3 separate regions of the Mus musculus genome follow, and all the other regions are linked to region 2. A link is a contact called in public Hi-C data. All regions are on one chromosome and are shown on one strand. Each heading gives the region's core, a stretch centred on a gene start, on an enhancer-like site or on the middle of the called end of the contact. The rest is flanking DNA. Distances are from core to core; before and after follow the strand shown.

Evidence for each region. A called contact is a pair of places that touch in the nucleus more often than the background predicts.
Region 1: a contact with region 2 is called in a Hi-C map of cerebellum, with 2.1 times the contacts expected there. The contact joins two enhancer-like sites. A contact is called at or near these places in 3 of 484 Hi-C or Micro-C datasets (cerebellar granule neurons, cerebellum and cerebral cortex).
Region 3: a contact with region 2 is called in a Hi-C map of cerebellum, with 4 times the contacts expected there. The contact joins two enhancer-like sites. A contact is called at or near these places in 1 of 15 datasets of contacts at CTCF or cohesin (pro-B cells), 7 of 484 Hi-C or Micro-C datasets (brain, cerebellar granule neurons, cerebellum and 2 more), 1 of 115 datasets of contacts at active chromatin or transcription factors (embryonic forebrain) and 1 of 9 other capture datasets (embryonic tail).

Annotation. Positions count from the first base shown.
Region 1 is chr4:13,713,735-13,718,163 of GRCm38.p6, reverse strand. No RefSeq gene overlaps it. Among named protein-coding and RNA genes, the nearest start is that of Runx1t1, 69 kb to the left of the region's middle. Within about 2 kb of position 1,638, at least 21 of the 459 cell types and tissues checked have an H3K27ac peak or open chromatin away from gene starts, as enhancers often do. A contact at or near this core is called in cerebellum, where this site is marked.
Region 2 is chr4:13,144,584-13,149,313 of GRCm38.p6, reverse strand. No RefSeq gene overlaps it. Among named protein-coding and RNA genes, the nearest start is that of Gm46847, 38 kb to the right of the region's middle. Within about 2 kb of position 2,258, at least 20 of the 459 cell types and tissues checked have an H3K27ac peak or open chromatin away from gene starts, as enhancers often do. A contact at or near this core is called in cerebellum, where this site is marked.
Region 3 is chr4:13,775,653-13,780,616 of GRCm38.p6, reverse strand. It overlaps a transcript of Runx1t1 not described here. Among named protein-coding and RNA genes, the nearest start is that of Runx1t1, 6.6 kb to the left of the region's middle. Within about 2 kb of position 1,571, at least 41 of the 459 cell types and tissues checked have an H3K27ac peak or open chromatin away from gene starts, as enhancers often do. A contact at or near this core is called in cerebellum, where this site is marked.

The DNA.
Region 1 (4,429 bases), core at 389-2,888, 570 kb before region 2:
GGATGCTTCAGTGGATGTAATAGGCGTGTGGGTTAGAGGAAACTCCACAAACTCTTAATTATATTCGATTTGTACTAATGAAGAACCCAAACCACAAGGAAACTGGCTTCACTTAAATGTATATCGCCTTAAACATCCTTTGCTAGCTACCCTGGTATATTTGTGACTTGGTTCAAAGCTATGGTTTCTGTGCTCACTAACGAGAATTTACAGAGGACCCTGCTTTCTAGAATTTATCCACTATGATTATAAAAATAAATTATTTTTCTTGTTTAAAAATGAGGAAAAAAAATACTGTGAGGTTTACACGAGACACTTCAAAGTCTAGTGGAGGAAAAAGGCAGGAAGTGGTTCTGTTTGTCTAAAACTGTTTAACATTTGAGGCCCAAAGTGATACGAAAACCAAAAGGAATGGTCTCCAGGAGGAAGAGGAACGTTTGATGGTTGGCCTAGTAAAATAAAAGCACACATTAGTGAAACTGAACGCAAAGACAATTCCATCACGGCTGCCGCTCACAGATGAGCCCTCCTGCTGGACTGCCTCCAACCCTTACGGCTGCGCACACTATAGCCACCATGTGTCATCTGCAAACTTTTTATATGGGAAGGGCCAGCCAGCCTTCTTGGCCAAGCTGCCGCCACAAAACCTGCTAGTGATTTGGGTTTCTATGTTTTCTGAAGATGTGCTACTTTGAGGCACAGGATACATGTGCTTGTAGGTTGTCCAGAGAACTCTCACAAAGGACTGTGTGATGAATGTTTTAGGAAAGTCGATCATTTCTTTCTTCCTTCCTTTCTTCCTTTCTTCCTCTCTTTCTTTCTCTTTCTTTCTTTCTTTCTTTCTTTCTTTCTTTCTCTCTCTCCCTCTCTCTTTCTTTCTTTCTTTCTTTCTTTCTTTCTTTCTTTCTTTCTTTCTTTCTCTTCCTTCCTTCCTTCCTTCCTTCCTTCCTTCCTTCCTTCCTTCCTTCCTTCCTTCTTTTCTTTCTTCCTTCCTTTCTTTCTTTCTTTCTTTCTTTCTTTCTTTCTTTCTTTCTTTCTTTCTTTCTGGAGTTGCTTTGTGACACTGAGCATAGTCGCTTTGCAAAGCACACTGCTTTTTGTTATTGTTGTAACTTTAAAATCTGAGCAAATGAATACAGAGTACAGTTAAACACTCCCAGACATTAGGGATAATCTGTCTTTAACAACTTGTGCGCATTAGCTGCCTTTTGATAGCCTCTGGGAGGGTGGGGGAGGGAGAAAAAGCATCATGGGATTGCTTAAAAGAACTGAAAATCTAAATGTCAAAACTGTATGCTTTACACTCAGCTAGAGAAATCCCTGCCTCACCAAAACCACCCACGTTCCAACACCCCCTGTTTGCTTTGGAGACTTAGAAGGAGTTAAAACAGCTTCCTTGGCATCAGATATCAGTATAATAGGCTTTTACTGAGGTAATTAAAATTTGTTTATAATTAATACAGATGAATTGGTTTCTGCACAATAATAGTTAGGAGATTAACAAAGGCCACATTTTGGCAACAGGACCACATTCTTTTCCAAGTGCTGTGGGACTTTCTCCAGTGACTGTCTGTCCAATCCGGCTGTTTCTTCAGAGATGCCATATGGCACAGCTATGCATTTTGACTTCTTTTTTTTTCCTAAAAGGCAGCCATATGACATAACTGATCTTTAAAGCGTTGTCAGAAGGCATTACCTGGGTAGGCTTTGAGCTGCTTTCCAAAACCTTAGCAAGCACAGGGGCTATTAATTATGAGCAAAAGCAGTGTGCATGCACACACCAGAAACTTGGCATTGTTTCCTCCCTCGCCAGAGCTGATCATCTTGCAAGCCATTCTGGCTGGGAAAGCAAGGAGCTGTGCACTCATGTGTTTATTTTGTACTTCTAACAGTGAAGAAAGAATCATTCTACCTTAAAACATGAATTCAATAATTTCATTATGAAGTATCTGTGCTCTTGACTCCAACATGTAAATATTTTGCCACCTTGTAGGTTTACCAGAGAGAGAGAGAGAGAGAGAGAGAGAGAGAGAGAGAAAGAGGGAGAGAGAGAGAGAATGAGAGAGAGAGAGAGGAGAGTGCTGTTGACAGCTAAAAGATCTGATGTTTAGGATGTTATTATTAGAAGACTTTTTTTGTAATAACAGCAGATTTTTGATCAGATGTTTATACTCTGCATATTCAGTCTGGAGAGAAAAAATGTAAATAGCTCAAATATTTTCTTTCTGATTTCTTCAGAAAATTAGATTGTTTTTGGAGCAGACATTCATTCATTTTAAACTTTCTACTTTTGAATTATGCGTAGGACAAGCTTGCCTTCTCAAATGCTCTGTATTGAAGTTTGAGGAACTTTGTAGGCTAGGGAGAGTAAAAATAGAAAAAGGACATCTGTGACATAGGACAACATAGGTAGACATGGTACAGCCTTTCTTCCATGGGCTTATCCCATAAGTCCATTGTAACTTGATCTATTCTGACATTACCTGCTAACTTTTTTGTTTTTTTCTTAAATTTGCTGTGTGTAACTCCTTAAAACTTACCTCTCCCATATTCATTTTTTTACCCCCTGTGTCAGTCTTCAGTCCATCTGTGGTGATTTGAATATGCTTAGCCCATGGACTGGTACTATTAGAATGTGTGACCTTATTGAAGGAAGTGTGTCACGGTGCGGGTGGGCTTTGATACCCTCCTGCTAGCTGCCTGGAAAACAGTAGTCTTCTCCTATTTGCCTTCGGAACAAGTTGTAGAACTCTCACCTCCTGCAGCACCATATCTGCCTGGATCCTGCCATCATAATGAACTGAACCTCTGAACCTGTAAGCCAGCCCCAATTAAATGTTGTCATTTATAAGAGTTGCCTTGGTCATGGTGCCTCTTCATGGCAATAGAAACCCTAAGGCACCACCCTTGTGGCAAATCAACCATCTGAACTCTTTTCATCTCCCATTTCCTCTTATTCTGTGAGCTCTAACACTTTCCACTTTTCTTGCTTCTTACTGGCTCCATTGCTAGGATGCTAGTAGCAAGTACCACCATCCTCCTTTCCTGTTTCCTCAGCAGTCTTCAGTTGTTTTCTTTCTACTCCTGTTTGCCTACAGTCTTTTAATAGAGCAGCTTCAATTTTGTCAGAATAATTTTTAAACCATGTCACTTTTCAGACCAAACTTCCTCAGTGAATCATCCAAACCCTTCCCAGGCCTATGCGACCCTACAGGAGGCTTCTTTAGTCTTCTAAATTTACATCGTAAGCTCTGTGGTAGCTCACACCTGCTGGGTTTCCTTGGCCGGTTATGGTAGGCATAGGGTGTGCATCTTTCTCAGGACTTCTGGTCTGCTGTTGGTGTTTAGACTCATGCTGGCTTGAGAAAACGGATTAGTGAAGTTCCAGGAACTGTGCTAGGTAGTTGTGCAACCACCAGTGACTGACCATGAGCCAAGGCAGGAGTACTGACACCAGAGAAACTGGGAAATTTAAATGTCAGGTTTTCCCATCACATAGAGACTTTCATATATTTAGCAAACTGCCACCATCTTCTGTCTTCCTGGAAGGTTCTCTGTGAGCACCCTCCACTCCCATTCTAGCTCCAAGAACTTCTTCAGGTGCTTGTGTAAGACCTTATTAGGGTGGGCCCTCTGGTGATCCTATTCAAATCCCTTTCTTGTATTCTTTTTATCATTTTTCTCAATTCAGCTTATAATTTATTTACTACCTTCAAGTTTACTGCTTATGTCCATGCAGTAGGCAATGGGATGAGAACATGCATGAATTAATATTCTATCAATGCATCTTCCCGTCTGTCGGTGCCCAAATCATATCCATCAACATTCTGTCTTACCATCTAATGCTTGAAGTGTTAATTAAAAGGCACTGTTTATCTTGAAACTTTCATCAGAAATAACTTCAATCACAGAACGGTTGCAGAAATGATATTAAAACCTCATCTTTTTCTCAGACCTGTGGTACTTAATATTTTCCAATGTCTCATCTGTCTATCCATCATTTTATATTTTTGCCTTGATACGTGGTTTAATTCTTCAGCCTAGGTTGGCCTGAAACTCACTGAATAATAGGCAAGATAGACATCAAGCCATGACCATTCTTCTGTTTCAGCCTCGAAAATACTAGTATTATAAACATGAATGAAGCTGCTGTTAATTTCAGCAACTGGGAGGCTGAGACAGGCAGATCTCTAAGCCTAAGGCTAACCTGATCTAGGCCAAGAACTGTAAGACATTCTGTCTCAAGAAAAAAAGTACAGCCAGTCGTGGTGGCACACACCTTTAATCCCAGCACTTGGGAGGCAGAGGCAGGTGGATTTCTGAGTTCAAGGCCAGCCTGGTCTACAAAGTGAGTTCCAGGACAGCCAGGGCTATACAGAGATACCCTGTCTCAAAAACAAACAAACAAACAAACAAACAAACAGTACAG
Region 2 (4,730 bases), core at 1,009-3,508:
TTCCTAAGCCACCACCTCATTAAAACTGCACTACTGAGGAAATAGAAGAACACTTTCTTTTCAGTCTGCCTATTTATTTGGAGAACCTTGAGACAGGTTTTTCACTACAGTGAATACAAGGTAGCAATTTAGTACCTGGTCTATAACAAGAATTATTTATAACAACACTGAATAATGTATAAGTTTTGACTGTGACAATTCTAAGATGTCTTTGGACAGCAATAATGAAGGAGTCTTATTCCAAACACCTTAGAAGCTCGTGAAAGAAATTCCAGTCTAATAGAGTTATGAAGAAGTATCAAATATAAATGAGTTGGTTACATGAGCAGAGAAGCTGTAAGGAGCTCAAACCCCAGGGAAGTGTGGCAGTGAGATGTTCTATTCTGACCCATTACACTGCTCGGATGCTGCAATGTTAGCTAAGGTTTAACCTTTAAATTCCATCCCATAAATTGAGATATATTTCCTCCTTGCATTTAAGAGAGAAAATCAAGGATTTAGGTAATGATAAAAGGCTCTGTAACACTATCATCTCTACTTTTCTGTCTTACATTTTTTCTTTACTATTTTTATGATAATTTCTTTTATTTTGGAAATAGTTATTTTTTTCTTGAAAAAAATAACATAGTTTTAGCTCCTCCAACTCAGAATAAGATGCTAATTAATATTTTAACATTTATAATTGATAACATTTTAATATTTTAAAGTTGTTTTAAAGTGCTTTAATTTTGTCATTATAAATTAATAATATTTTTCATATTAAAAAGTTGTTCAGTTACACAGTTAAAGAATCCAAAACAGAGTAGTTTCCCAGATCACATCAGAAACAAAGGGACAGGATGGAGTCGCCCCGTCAGACTCTTACCGTTTCTTGTTCCTTCTATACATTGTGAGGACTGTTCAGGCTTTGCCGATTCTTCACTATCCCTGTCTGTAAACATCAGAGCGACTTTAATACAAAAATGCATTACTGGTTTCTCAATCTCCTTTGTTGTTGTTTACATTGAAGTTATCTATATATTTCTCTTATTTTTTTCATTGAACAAAGTTTAGAAACCCTTCTAAACTGTTGTTTACCCCCCCCCCCTTCTAACTAGCACAAAATGTTAGCAGCTATGCTTCTATTAAACAGACAACAAATATCAAGCAAATGTGGGTGGGGGATGGTCAACATGATTCATGTCAGAAATATGTGACAAAACGTTGAGGCTACCTGAGATATTTAGAATATTTCTTTAATGACTTCTTGTAGGGCTTGGCACCAAAAATAAAAAATAAAATCTTTAAAAGCCAACTTGCAAACTTAAACTGTGGTTGTTCTATAAGCCAGGCTTGCAAAGTTTGAATGCTAAGACTTGGTTGCAAAGCTAATCACCTAAGCAATTCATCTCTGCTGCTTGCTGTTGTTTCACACCCAGGGTGCAGGCAGGGAAATCCCAAATGGAGGAGATACACAAACAGGCTTCAGTATGCACACACTGCTACCCTGGGGCTGGGTATGTTGCATGTTTGTGTACACATTATATGAATATGTGTAGAGCAAGTGGGATTACAGCTGAAATACAGCAGAACTCAATACACTACTACAAAAAAAAAAAAAGAAGAAGAAGAAGAAGAAAAAAGAACGAAAAAGAAAAAAAAAAAGACTTTATCAGAGCAAACTAAAGGTGCAAAACACCTTTTCAGAGTGTGCTTTTAAATGACCTGCCACAGTGTTTTCTAATTATTACAATGTGAAAATCATTAGAGCAAACAGAAGCAAATGTATTTCCTCACTCGCCTGTTTCCTAATTACAATGTACAGGCTGCAGATAATAGCCCTTTGCTGTTGTTACTATTTAGCAACTTTGAGCCAGTTTTTAACAGCCCACCCTCTCCACTGTACGATGCTATAAATTGCAACACAAGTCAACACATCGGTGTATAATTTCCCCCAAGGTTTTATAAGAATCATTAATATAAAACATTAATGTGGAGAGCCCGTAGTACCCCTCCCCGTCCCATTTTTGGTTAAGAGTTTAAATCTATTGACTTGTAGCTGGCTTTTAAAATGACATTTTTTTCCTCGCTGCCTTTAATTCAATCCAAATTAAAAAAAAAATAAATAAAAAGATGCCAGATGTCATGAGGCCAATAAGCAGGTGGGCCGAAGCTTCTGTACCAATTCAAACTGGCACCGCATCAAACCTGGTGGGTATAACCTTTAATTCACTGCTTCCCTGGCACCAGATCTCGTGCCATCTGCTCAGCCTCGCTAAGCTGTGCATGTTTCTGTGTGGGGACGATGCCAACAATGCAAACTGTCTCCTACATGTGCAGGGAATCATCAGTGCAACTAGTTTTTCGAGACCCATATGGTGGCATCTGCGAAGGCACACTGTCAGCATCGCTGCCTGTACCACCCTTCGAGTTTTAAGAATGGGAGGAGAGAATGCCAGTTTTGTAATTCACTACAGAGAGCCAGGAAGAAAACTTTTGCTTTCCTTCTGGTTGCTTTTATTTGGCATCATTTGACCAGAACACCTGAGGCATAGGAAGAGCCTCGACCTCAGCTCAGAGGCCAAGAACTCCAGAAAGGCTTTGTACCCCTCTCACTCCAAGTTTTCAGACATAGAACGGCCGCATGAAGCCCCTCCGTCGCTGCACCCACACCACAGAAGGCTCTCTTTGAAGAGTCCTTTCTTATTTCCCTTATGATTTCAAATACAGAGATTATCTTGACTTGCTGGGAAATGAAGGAAGATAAAAGAATAGATTTGCTTATCACTGCCCACATTTCACAGATCTTAGAGAACCCGCGCAGTTCTGACCTATGAAGAGTTGATCCTTCATCTGCTTAATGGTTTCAATTATAAGCGGAGCATTGATAATATAAATTCTCTCTCTCTCTCTCTCTCTCTCTCTCTCTCTCTCTCTCTCTCTCTCATTTTTTAGAGTGCTCCAGAATGAGAGATTACTTCCTTGATTCTTAACTACCGATAACTACCGCCTCTCTTATCCCAAGACAAGACAAACACTCCCAGCTTATCTTCTAGAAGACTTAAAAACTTGGACCAATGCTCTATTGCTAAATAGAAAAAAACGAATAGAGTTGTGTTAGTTTTGTTGTTCCTTACCTATTCCCCATAGTGACTATAAATTCCATGGAAATACACATTTTGCTTAGCTTGTTTGCCTCAATGTACGTTCTAATAAGGAATCTAAGACCATTTACTGAACAAGTAAAAAAGAAATAAATGTATTTACAAGCATAGAGAAAATTTCATGTTTAGATAGCCTGATAGGAAAAAATATATTCTAGAAAATATGAGACACAGTCAATCCAATTGAATCAGTGTACAAATGTACTGTCTTCTGTATCCTAACTCTGGGCTGCATACTGTGCTAAGCACTTCACAGTCTATATCTTACTTTATTATTTCAAAAACTATGTTAATTACTGATATGCCCTCCAACACACACCACTGTACAGAAAGAAGTCGCCTGGAAAGAACAGGGTTAATTAGTAGTCAAATCTAGCCCCTTATGATTCTAGAGCCTACATCTTAATTACAACATTAAGCAGTGTCTGCTCTATCAAAATATTTGGTAACTTCAACCTGAATCAAATGAAAAATGTGTCAGATAATAGGTGCATGCTTCTACCATATGTTAGGTTTTGTTCTTAATGTTTTCCAGTTTAAAAACTATTATTTTTATTAATACTGAGAATAGGATTTGTGGCAGGCATGCATTTAACTTAACTTATATTTATTTCAAAGACTGTCATGTCATGTTCCAGTATATATAGAACATTTGTGTCTCATTAAGAACCCAAAATTCTCAAGCACAAAAAGTATAATTCTCACTCTGTTAACACCCACTTCTGATGGCTATGTTTCTGCCTGTGCGGAAACTCCTGGCTGCCGTATTAGTGATCTCAACGCCATCTGGCAAAACCAAGATCTTGAAATATAAGACAGACTCGTTTAGGAAAAGGATCATGAACATTGTTGTGCTGTGTTTATCACACGCATTTGAAAATGTGTGTTTACCTGGTAAACATTAATTATTAAAACTAGGAGAGAATATATTTCCTAAAAGATAGTTAAATTAAAATTATCTGCTTTCACTGATATTAATTATCATTGTATTTAGCTGCATAATTTAAGGAGAAGACTCACTCAAAGACATTGTTCCCCTAAATGAAGCATGTTCCATAAAATCATAGTGAATTCACAAGTGTGCTTTCTCTCTCACTGATGTCTACACAACGTATTTGAATACTTGCATGATGTCCTTCTCTTTGACTAGTTCAGGGCCATCTTCTTCCTTGTTCTTCATCCTTACCCTCCTCCAATTCATATATGCAATTCTTAATGATGCAAGGAAAGAGGGAGAAAGAAGAGAGGGAGGGGTGAAAGGAGGGAAATAGAAAGGAAGGGAGCTTAATGTTAACACCAGCTATAGGGAACATAACTAGGAGAAATTCAGCCAAAAGCCTAGTCTTAATGTGCATTGCTTCTCAATAATTGGTTTTACTAATGCTACAGAGCTATTAGAACAAGATGGAAAGGTCAGAGGATAGCAAGATTTTTAAAAAGTCAAATGGATTATAAAAAATTAAAGTTTAAAGAGCAGAGCATATACATCGAGCAGAAGGATCTCACTGTCTGTAGGGCACAAGAGCACACACTCGGATGATTGCTAGAAACCATGTGTCCTGAAACACATGTCTAATCTTAAGCTGC
Region 3 (4,964 bases), core at 322-2,821, 630 kb before region 2:
GTAAACATCAGGGGGTCAAAGACTCCTTGGGGTTGTCCTAGAGGGCCTAAGTGCTAAGCACTAAGATGTAAGGGATTAAAAGGAAACATACCTGAGAGAAGGTTGACTTAGTAGGTGATTAGACAGACGTTATAGAGGCAGAAAGGCTGTTTTGCTTGGATCACTTGCAACTAGATGGACAAGCCCCCTCCATCCTGGGGAGACCATGCTATGTGGTCCTTGGAGAAATCCTACTCTATTGGGCCAGGGGAAGGCAGGGAGCTAGATGGCTATAACACAGCTCTACAGTTCATCTTTGTCTTATGACAAACTCAGTTTGACTTTTTCTTTTTTATCTCTGTTAGCTTATGTGGGTTAATACTGAGCTCTAAAACTAGTGTGAAACTTCCAGCCTCAAAAAAATAATGTCTTCTTAATAAGCCAATCTCTGTGGCATTTTCCTCCATATATATACATACATACATACATACATACATATGCACTGACAATCATTTTGGCAGTTTTTGAAGCAATGTAGCAATGTATTTTATTTTGAATTCTGGTCAACATATGTTATCCAGTGGGTAGGGTGATGCCTATGTTTAATACCAATACTCAGGAGACAGAGTCATGTGAATCTCTGAATTTTTGAAACCAGCCTGGTCTACATAGCAAGTTTCAGGCCAGTCAGAACTGCACAGTAAGACTTTATGAATGGGAGACAAAAAGAGAGAGACAGAAACAGAGACAGAGAGGGAGACACAGAGAGAGAAACAGAAGGAAAGAGAAAGAGAAAAAAAGAAGAAAACCTCAAATATATACACACTCCGCATATGAAAGCAAATATGTCTGTTATTATGTGCACACTGTGTAGGTTTACTAGTATTTGTGCAAAATGAAATCTCAAAAATATCACTTGCTAACAGAAAATAGAACCTGTATCTGTAATTATTATTTGTTTATAATAGTGGCCATGATCTTATACTAGCACAGTATATTTATTATTGTATATCTTTTATAATTGACAACTTTTGACTCTCAGACCTAACATTTAAGAAATTCTAAAATCTGAAAACTGTTTTTAACACACATTGGTTGAACATTATTTTATGTAAATGAGACTTAAATGTACTAATGTTCTTAAAAGTAGATTTCTCTGCAGGAAAAATGGTCTAAATTCTTTCTTTTCAGCTTTTAAATAAAACAACACTTAGGTTCTTAGCCCTAGTGAGGAATCCTAGCTTTATAGACTCTTTTAGCATAAAATATCATCTTCCAATTTAAACAAATTTAAAAAAGAGATCTGTAAAAGACCCACCTGCACACCAATTTGCAAAGAAGTTACCATTTCCATCTCGTTTTCCAACCACAAAACCCACTGGGTTAAAAGAGAAGGTACCTAGCAGCTCAGCCCTATCCTGTGACACAGCTTGTAACACTATATGGAAAACCTTTGTCTCGATGTCATCACCCTCCCATCTTGACTAATGGCTAGTTAGTTTTGTTAAAATGCAAGGGTGATGGCGTATGCTCCAGTGAACTTCCCCTCCTCTCAGCACCAGAGACAAAAACCTGCAGCTCTGCTGTGTGCAGGCAGCCATCTGGACAGCTTTCCCTCAAAGCCCAGCCCACACCACACTGCAGGCAAAATCAGAGGGCTCCAGAGCTCTGTGGGGCTATTCATGACATACCAATTTCACATTTTCTGCTTGTAGGCTTGCAACAATAAATGCTAATGAGGACCATGAATGACAGTGTTAAAGACAATAAAAAGGTCTCCAAATCCCTTGCATATGGAGACACTGTTTTCAAAACTTCACCTTCTGTTACAGCGATGTAAGAATCTAAGGGATTAAAAAAATAATAATAACCTAAGGAAAGCAGTAAGCTGATCAAAGCACAACTGAATTCTTAAGATTGCCAGAGAAAGCAGTCTGTACAAGGCCAGCAAACAACAGATATTACCAACCCCATGAATGCATAAGGCACCGTTAGTCTCTACCTTTGTGTCTTGGACATGAAGCTCAATGAGAAAAAAACCTTTCTGCTAAACACTGACACACCACCACCTTTGAGCCTGAGAAGCAGTTCTGCAAAAATGATTATAATCAGCCCGATGCCTGTCATCATTCTTTGACTTAGTAGTAAACATTCAACGTATTTTTAAATCAGCGAAAATGCAAGCTGGTTCTCTTCTGATAACATCTATCCTTAAAACCAATCCAATAGTAGAGGCTTAGAGGAGTGGAACAAGTTCAAATCCAGGCTAATTTACAGAGCAAGATCGGAACCAGCTGGGGCTCCAGAATAAGTAATACTAAGTGTGGAACTGGTAATGATGGCCCTATGCAGGGGGATTTCATGTGAGGGTTACTTTCGGAATATTCCAAATTTCCGAAAACGAACATACATATGTTTGAACCACATGGATTCTATATAATATACATTTCTTTCAATGCAATGAAATTACAGAACAAAAACCATAAACATAGGAATATTTTAAACACCAACAAGACTCTTGCTATGCTCAGAGGAACTGTGTAGTGGTTAATTCTTTTCATTAACACAGACTTAAACACTTTCAGCAAAATCCACCAGGTGGAGCAAGGACACAGCAATACAAGAGCCCACATTTTTTTTTTCTGATCATATTTTTTTCCTCAGCACTTTTTAATCTCTAACAAACTCCCATCACCTTTTCTCCATATTGCAAATTCTTCAAATCTATACACATACACTAATTTGTTACATTTGTATGTAGATTCAAACTTTAAAAAGAAAAACCCACTTTTAGCTAGAATGAGTTTTATTACCAAATTCCATCCCTAACTGTGCTTTCTCTGTCCAGAGGTCCCAGTATAGCACATCTGCTACAGCACCAAGACAAAATGACTCCAGCGGCGTTCGCACCCATCCGCCCCACCACACTGCTGTATATTGGAATATAGAAAATACAGTAGCGCTTCAAATCTTTGAACCTCAGCTCAGTTCGCTTAGCAAATTCAGCACTTCAACTTACTAAGATTATTCATTTATACCTCATTAACGTTTTCAGAAAGTTTGTCAAGATTGCCTTTTATGTGAAAAGGTCCCTTTTCCACTGCTGTGGGTACACTGACAACAGAACTAGATCACTGGCCCAGCTGGCAACCTGCTCTTGGCCAGAGCAACCCCTACCCATCCTCTCCTCCGCCACACCACCTGTTCCTGTCCATTTCAGCCCAGATTAACAGAGCAAGCTCACCTGAAAACCACAACTAGCCATTTGTCTTTCAGTCTTTCTCAGTCCTCTCTTAGTGAACTCAGTGCCCTGCTGATAATAGCACTGGGCTGTTCTCACCTGCATTCTGAAAAACTATGGGGGGGTCGGGGGTGGGTCGGGTGATAAAACCTAGCAAAACTTGGGGAGCTCAGGAGGCAGGGTGGGGCTTTAGTGAAGAGTCTGTTTGTAGAGAGTGAGTTATGAACACTGACAGTGGCTAAAAGTATATTTTTATACTACTTTCTCCACGTGCATATTGATGGTGAAGAAAAACTCTGAAGGAAAGGCAGGAGGATGCTACATAAATAGACAGGAGCAAACCTGCAGAGAGGGTGCACCAGGCACAGGTGCTTAATGCCTGTGAGCAACAGACCACCAGGCCAGGTCAGTCGCCAGGTACACCAGGCTAGACCAGCTAGTTAAATGATTATACACTTGCCCATGGCGCAGTATACAAATATTCAAACACATATTATTTCCATAAATATTATATGAATACAAAGCTGCTTTTCTAATAATTCCCATGAAACTTCTCTACAAAGTCCAACATGTTTATCACTTTGGGAAAAGCAGTGTAGAGAACTCATTGCCAGGAGTGGAGTTATGTTTGTGAATTCACCAAAAGAACACTTGGGAGAGGATGCACCTAGTCCTACAGAAACTTGATGTGCCAGGGTGGGTGATACCCAAGGGGGGGGGGGGGCTTCCCCTTCTCAGAGGGAAAGTGGAAGGGGTAAAGGAAGAACTGAGGGAAGGGGGATGGGAGGAGAGCGGGATGGGCATTGAGATGTAAAGTGAATAAATAAATGAAAATACAAAATATATGCGGAAAAAAACACTCTTTTTACATGCCCACAACTCTTATTTGTACTTTATGTAGGCAAACACGTTCCAGTAAAGGACAAATGTCCTTCAGACTGCAAGACAGAAGCCTACGGAAGTAGTTGGACAAACCAAATTACTAGACATGAAGTCACACTTTCCACTGATGTTTGACGGAAAAACTAGCAGCATCCCTGCTCCCCACCCACAGGGAGGACACTTCAGTCAGCAGGACAGATAAAGAAGCTGTCAGACTTCCTCTGGGGAAGGTAGCATCTTGTTATAGCCAGGAGGTCTCCCAAATGGCTCTCTCGCCAAGCAAGTCTTAGAATACTTTCCCTATGCAACGCCCCCAAAGCTAGACATATTGCTAACCAATATTATTTCTCATCACCTCCTGCTCCATCAAAGCATGTGTGCCCCTTCCTGCTGCAAATGTTAACACTATATTCAGATTCCAAGGAAAAAAGAGGGAGACCCCATCTCGAAAATCCTATAACTTTTCTTTTAAAAACAGGATATTCTGTTTTCATGTATGAATAAATAAACCATCTCAGAACTGTTAGTTGCACACTAAATTATTATGAGTGAGTCTGACCCCATAATAGCAACACACAGGATGTGATCACACAATGCTGAAAAATGAGTTCTCAGGAAACTAAGGCCACTCTTCCATTAGCTAATGTGTTGGAGGGACAGGGATTGTTTCATAGCAAGGCCAGAGGTTCAAAATGAAAGAGCCACATGTTTAAATTCGTTGAAGAAAGAGGAAAGCCAAATCTATCTGTCAATACAGACCAGAAGGAATGAACAGGAGTCTAGGCACTGGCAGAGATCTCAGCTTCACAGCCAAACCCTCTTGCACACAATGCCTCCTGAGAGAGAGGAACCCAGGCGTGAA